Regions from separate parts of the Gossypium hirsutum genome. Here region 1 is linked to region 2. Evidence: chromatin contacts called from public Hi-C data. All regions are on one chromosome and are shown on one strand. The core of a region is the stretch at or near the end of the contact, and the rest is flanking DNA. Distances in the headings are between cores, read along the strand shown. Region 1 holds the start of LOC107920663 (endoplasmic reticulum-Golgi intermediate compartment protein 3). Region 2 holds the start of LOC107919847 (calmodulin-binding transcription activator 2).

The links. A called contact is a pair of places that touch in the nucleus more often than the background predicts.
Region 1: a contact with region 2 is called in a Hi-C map of seedling, with 2.7 times the contacts expected there. The contact joins the promoter of LOC107920663 here to the promoter of LOC107919847 in region 2. A contact is called at or near these places in 2 of 34 Hi-C or Micro-C datasets (leaf and seedling).

What each region holds. Positions count from the first base shown.
Region 1 is chrD13:7,563,839-7,567,516 of Gossypium_hirsutum_v2.1, forward strand. It overlaps LOC107920663 (endoplasmic reticulum-Golgi intermediate compartment protein 3), which reads left to right and starts at 2,323. Exons shown (of 14, transcript XM_016850476.2): 1 at 2,323-2,502; 2 at 2,705-2,886; 3 at 3,368-3,441. The coding sequence starts at 2,742.
Region 2 is chrD13:7,407,228-7,411,009 of Gossypium_hirsutum_v2.1, forward strand. LOC107919847 (calmodulin-binding transcription activator 2) reads right to left here and starts at 2,384. Exons shown (of 12, transcript XM_041110157.1): 1 at 2,157-2,384; 2 at 155-270; 3 at 1-16. The coding sequence starts at 2,196.

The sequences.
Region 1 (3,678 bases), core at 1,073-3,572, 160 kb after region 2:
GGGTGAGTGTTTGGTTATGCTAGCAGTGTAATTTTTTTTATTCCACAAGCAATCTTAAAAAATGGCTATGTATCTATTTTTTTAAATATTTTACTATATCCTTGTAAAACACTCGTCAACCCCATAATCCTTCTCATAGAGTCTAAAAACTTCACTCGCAGCATACCAAATATTTTTCCAATATAATATATTACAAACTTATAAAAAAAAGTCAGGCCATGTCAGACTTTGAGCTTTAAATATTTAAACTTTTGAACCTAACCCATATTTTAAACAAACTTAATATTTTTACTAAAATCCTTTTACATTCGAATTTAAACAAATAATTCAACCCATAAAAAAGTATAGAACCAACACACTAGACCTAATCATGGGTTGGGCTAATGTAAAATTTTAAGCCCGTTTTCTATGCTTGAGCCCGACTCGACTCGACTCAAAAAATGGGTCTAAAATTTTGCCCAAGCTCAACCCAGATAAAAAATGCTAAACCCAAGTCTAGCCTTATCCGTCCTTATTAATATTTTTTATATGAAAATAAAATTAAAAAATATAATATATAAAATACACTAAAAAAATTTAAAACAAATATTTTCCAACAAATTAAAAATATATTAGCAACTTAGCTAACAAATGTCTCTAAAATAGTAGCAAAATTAACAATAAACTAAGAGTTGTACATTAGCAATATAATAGTAAAATGATATCAAAATAACAAAAAATAATATGGAAAAAATTGTAGTCAAATTCAAGTCAAGCCCAGACAAAAAAATTATTACTTAAGATCCAGCCCGTTTAGAAAATGGGTCTTACTCTTTATCTAAACCGTTTTTTAAACTTATATTTTTACTTAAATCATTTCACCTTTTTAACTAGCCTTGAGTCGCTCCACCCATGATAAATTCTACAACGCATCAACAACAAAAAAATAACAAAAAAAAAGCGTTAATGAAACTATATTTTGTATGAAGGAAAAAGTTGGAAAACGTGTAAAAGAAGTGCAATAAATTAAACAAGGAACAAAAAACCAAGACTACTAACAAATTACAAGTTGGGACAATAATCTTTTCCTAAATTGTGAAACAATGCCATAAAGCAGTACATTTATATAAACAGGACAAATTCCTTTCTTTCTTTTGTCACAAGAATTTTCACAAACGCTTTTGTTTGAGAAATATAAACACAGAAAATCAGTGTTCTTCATTCTGCCAACAAAACCCGATTAGGAAAGGTGTGGATGTTTTCTTTTCTCTCAGGAATTTTAGTGGGATAAATAGATATTTAGTCCTAAATTTGGTGATTTTTCTCAACTTACTCCTTGAATTTTTCTTATTCACATTACTTTTAAAATTTGACAACTTTTCCTAATTTTAATCTATGTGATAATGTGGGATTAAAATTGGAAAAAAGTTACAAATTTCCAAGGCTATTATGGACAAAAAGTAAATTGTTTTATTTTATCTATTTATTTATGGTTAGTTATGATTTTGTTAGTTTACTATGCTCAAATTAGTTGTTAATGGTAGGTTTCTCCTATCGTATTAACATATTTTATACTTATTTAAACTGGATTTAACTAAAAATATATATCTCAAATTTTACTAAAACATGTTCATATTTTTTTAATGCTTACATTATTATATTATATGTTGTTAAAATTTTAATTTATTTGTTAAAGCCTAAGTCCAACTCTTATCTTAAATGTACTTAGTTTCTCTCTTTTTCTTGGGGGCTTAACATTTTTGTCGAAATCATCGACAAGATTTCAAGCTTAAGTAGAGGTAGTTCAGACTTTAAACAGGTTTTAGCTCAAATTTGAGATTTATTCTTGATACTTTGATTTGATATAATTTAGTTTTTTACTTTTATAATATCATTAATTAGTGATATTTTTTATAATGTCATTAGTTAGTTGAAAGACCATTTTGATTAAAATGCTGATGTACAGCGACGAACTAGAAAACTTTTTAGCGGGCTGAAATTAATTTATAATTTTTACAATAGTAAAAATAAAATTTCATCATTATAATAATCTATATCTTTATAATTTTTAAAAGATTAAATCAATTTATTATTATTATTAGGGGGTTAAATTATAATTTTACCTTTATTAATTTAAAATTTTAAAAATTTTAAAAGATTTAAATGAAAAGGTTTTCATTTTAGGGTACCGCCCCCTGCCAGCCCCCTTGCTGGTGTAAATATTAAAATAGTTAATAGTGTTAACTTTATGGATTAAATTAAAATTTTAATATAATAAAGGGACTAAAATTAAAAATTACCTTTAGTGGAAATTAGTAAAAAAGAATAAATCTCCGGGAAGAAGGAAAGAACAATTCCCAAATATGAATGCGGTTCGACATTTTAACACATCAAATTGGACTTTTGACCCATTTGATTGCACTCCATGATTGATGCCCATTTATGTAAATTCACTGAAACTAGTACCAGAGGGTAGCCTTTGACGACGGCCTCTCTCTCACTCTCTCTCCTTCTGGCTTTCTCGTAAGCGCCGCCGTCTTCAAAATAAAAATAAAAATAAAACCCAACCTTTAATTGGATTAGCATCTTTTTCTTTCTGTACATAGTAATTTATTTAGTTATTTTCTTATAAAAACACAAGCAAACATATAATTTAGACCAAATTTTTTTCTTTCTTTAGAGGGTTTCAAAGCTTGGGGATCTTTGTTTTTTGGTTTCTGTTTAGTGTTTTTTTTCCGACGCCGGAGAAAAAGGGGTTAGCCATGAAGAACACCGTCTTAAGCAAGCTACGGAATTTAGACGCCTACCCGAAAGTCAATGAAGATTTCTTCACCCGTTCACTTTCCGGTGGCATTATCACCCTTGTCTCTTCTCTTGCCATACTCTTACTCGTCTTTTCCGAATTCAGTAAGTCAATCTTTTGTTCTATTTCTTTTGATTTTCTTTATGAAAATGAACATTACAATTTTGGGTTGTTCTTATATTTATATATGCAAATTTGAGGTTGATCTTATTTTTGCATATGCAAATTCGGGTCGTTTTAATTTTTGTATGTATATATAACTTTACAAATTTGGGTTTTTTTTTTTGTGCGTGTGTGTGTGTTCAATTGAAAGGTAAGATCTTTGAGTAAGTGAGTATAAAAGTTTTTGTACAAATGTAGATACAGGTATTTTAGAAGCTACATTAATTGCCTTTTATATTTGGTCTTTCACTTAAGGTGTTAATTTTATAAGCAATTAACTGGAAGTTAAGCAACTTAGACTAGAATGAAATCCTCATTATATGTTTTTAATACAAAATTATAACTTTGTTGTTGGGGCCTGGTGATGTTTAATTCTTCTATCATGAGTATTGTGATTATGTGGACTGCTTTTTTCTTTTGCAGGATTGTACCTGCACACCGCTACGGAGACGAAGCTATTGGTGGATACTTCAAGAGGGGAAACCTTACGCATAAATGTAACCATCTCTCTTCCCACTTGTTGTTAAACGACTTTCCTGGGTTCATATTTCGAATTTGTTGACTTCTAAAAGTTAGTTCTATACGTTGTTTCAAGTTTATGTCTTGTGTGTGCGTTATCATAATATTTTTTAAAACTTTCTACTTGATCTACTACTGATGCGGAATGCTCAAAGCAAATGTTAGAGCCTTTTATGTTGAAAATTTTTCATGTTTGTTTGTTTTCGTGGTTTAAA
Region 2 (3,782 bases), core at 1,134-3,633:
TATCAACGCTTCCAACCTAAAATTGCTTTAAAGAAGTTACTCTTAGGTGAAATTTCCGATCGATAAGAGAATCACTGATAAAGACTTCCTGAATTGATAAAATTATATGGCTGCATTGAAGAAAACTTCATATTTCTATTGTTGCAATACTTACCTTCAGCTTCTCATGAGCTTCCTTCACAGTCTTTCCATCTTTTTTCTTCCTCCAATTATGTCCATCCTTCCTAAAGTATCTTAACACCTTTCGATCAAAAAGAAAGAGTGAACCACCTGAAAAGTTTAAGTTCATGTCAATGTCTGGTTGTTTAACCCTAAAATCAACCATAACTTCATTTATAAAATAAATAAATAAACTTTCACGATGATAACGTCCATGTTTAAAGCATTTCTGTGCACCTTTCATGATTAAACAAAAGAAGGTTTTTAGGACTGTAAAGTATAAGAAAGCAAAAATATATATCTATAAAAAAATAAAAGGAAAAAAGGCAAGCAACAACCAAAGCTGACAACAGAACAACATTAATATACTTCTGAAATTATTATTCTTGTATGCTTTTACCAAGCACTTAGTAATCATAATATAATTATGATTATCCACAATAAACATTAATGTTCATACTTGGAGGTCTAGTAGGAGGCTCTGACGTAATATGGAACTTCTGATAATTACAAAGAATTTCACAAATTTCAGCAGGTCTTAACCATCTATGTTGCGCTTCTAGTAAAATCTGTTCAATATCTACAAATCAGGAAACAAAATATAATTAGTAAAAGATTCATTGGCACAAGCAAACACATGACATGGAGAAATAAACCATGAAAAACTTAATCCATATTAAGAGTTCACACCTGTCCAAGAGACAGACCTATTTTAGCAAAAATCTTCATTTGTATTCCAAGAGACAGAGAGACCTATTTTAGCAAAAAGCTTCATCTGTATTATCATTAAATAACATTCCTTACCTATATTCCACTCTCAAAAACTCAAGAAAGTTGGATAATGAAAGATGCTCTAACTCAAACCAAGCAAAATTTTATTTGTTATCCAACTGTTAATTTTACATTGGAGCATTCCAAGTGCTTAAAGAGAGATAAAACTGCAAACTGTTCATAATGCAAATGCTTCTGTCTGCATAACCTAAGGTCACAAGCTTACCTTCCTGTGTTTACAGCAGATTATCAAGGCATGAATTGCTGTATTAATTGATATAAATTACCAGAAACAATCCAGAACCCAGGCATAATCTCTAATTCATTAAGCCTATTTGATAAGAGTTTTTTAGCATTATCTCTTCAAAGCTTTCTAAAGTTATAAAATGTGCTCTTACTTCAAAACCAAAGTTAATTGATTTGAAAATACATTCTACTCTTCAATGCAAGCAGAAGAAAGCTTAAATCATCATTAATTCTATCATCTGACAATCAAACACTAAATCGTCGATTTTCCCATATGATATTAAGTCCTTCAATGCTAACAATTTAACAATTTCTTGCACCCAATCTCAGTAATCAAATTAAGTTATATATCTAGACTTCAGTTGTAAATCATCCACTAAAACAAACACAATCCTAAAGCGGATCAATATAAAATTAACACTAATGACAATAAAGGAATTACGCACAAATTTGAGATTAAAAAAGCATTGATATAGTATGGAAATCTAAACTACCATATCTCTTTAAAGCTTTGTAAAGTTATACAAAGTGTTCTTACTTCAAAACCAAAGTTATCAATATGAAAATGCATTCTACTCTTCAATGCAAGCAGAAGAAAGCTCAAATCATCGTTAATTCTATCACTGGACAATCAAACCCTAAATCATCTATTTCCCGATATGATAATAAGTTCTTCAAAGCTAACAATTAACAATTCCTCCCTCCCAGTCTCAGTAATCAAATTAAGTTATATCTCTATACTCAAACTCCATTTTTCTCAGTAAATAGAATTCAATTATCATCCCTAGGCTTAAACCCCCATAAAACAAACACAATCCTAAAACGGATCAATGTAAAATTAACACTAATGAGAATTACAGAACTACGCGCAAATTTGAGACTAAAAACGCGTGGAAAAGGTACGGAAATCTAAACAAATATATTGTATATAAATATTTCTTTTCTAAAAAGTAGGTGAAAGAGACCGGCAGAAAGCTAACCTAATCGAGGAGCCAAACTGTAGGACGCGCGATCCGCCATGACTAGAAACTTGAACACGAAAAGATCAAGCGATTTGATTTGATTTTTTTTTTCTCTTTTGGAGTTGATTTTTGTTTGATTGTTGAGATAAGCAAAGAACGATAGAGACGAAAGCTGAGAAGAGGTTTTTTCTTTTTCTTTTTTTTTCTTTTTTTTTTTCTCTTTTGCTTCCTTTTGACTGTCTTACTGGGATTTTTATTTTTAAGTATATTATTTATGTGTATATGTGGAGCTGAGTGAGACTTTAGGAAATGTTTTATTCATAAAATTGACCCCTAAATTATAATAAAATTTTCAGATTGATCCCTTTTACTTAAGTATTTAAAGTTTTTTTATCGATTTCGTATATATAAACCAATAAGAACATGATAAATGAAATATTCTTGTTGAATGTCATATACTTTTTGGGTAAAATGAAATTCAGTTTATAGTTTAGATATCACTTTTAACAAAAAAAAAATTTAAGTACCTAAGTGAAAAAGCAACATAATTTTGGGGGTAATTTTGTAGTTCAGCCTTAAAATTAATACCAACATGTGGCATATTATTGTAAGAGGTCAAACACTTTTTAGATAAAATTGATAATTTACTTTTGATAAAAATAAATAGTTTAGGATCACTTTAGAAATTTTGATATAAATTAGGAGCCAATATAGTAATAAAACCCTTTAGAAAATCAGGGAAATGTGAAAACGATTTAGGAGCCACTTTACTGGTAGAAAAGTGGAGAGGGCTTGGGAAAGTTCCACGTCGTGTAAAGGAAGCAACTTAATTATTTACCAATTATTTTTTTTTGACTGTGCACGAATTTGATTCTACATATATTAATCGTTACATATTAAATTTTCAAAAATATTAGATTTATTGTAAATATATGTCTATCCCATTAGTGAGTTTGCGAGATGGTTTATTTCAACAATTTAATGAACCTATGTTTGATATATAAAAGTTTTTTATTTTTTAAATGTTTGATATATTAACATTTAATGAATTGTTGATCTACAAAGGACAGTCTTTATACCAACCACCAAATGATCAATAGCTTTAAAAACTTCTCCCAGAACCCATGCTCTATTCACAATCGAGTCAGAATCAACCATAATGCTGGGATTATTTGAACACCTCCAAACACATCCTACTTACCTTCAAACTCCTCCTACCCGTATAAAACATTTATATTGTTTTATTTTTCATTTTTCAACAATTTTATTCTACTAATTAATGTGAGGAGTATGGGTTGACTCCAAATTTGTCTTACCTGGAAGCAACTGAGAGTATGCTCCAATCTAGGTTGACTTGAAGATGAAAACACCTCACCTGGACAGTATAAAACGCCATCACCTGGGCCTGGGGGAGGTCTCGCCTAAATCTTATCCGCACAAATATATATATATACTGTTTTCTTTGACAGGCTTCAGAAATGTCATATGGTTTATTATCATTGTGGACTCGGAACGATGAGCGAATGCCTTTGCACGGGGAACTGTCGCCTTCTCGTAACAACTGGTGTGCTAATACAAAAAAGCCAATTTCAACTTCCTTCCATAACAGCACGATGTTGTGTTCCTCATATTTCAAGGTGCCAA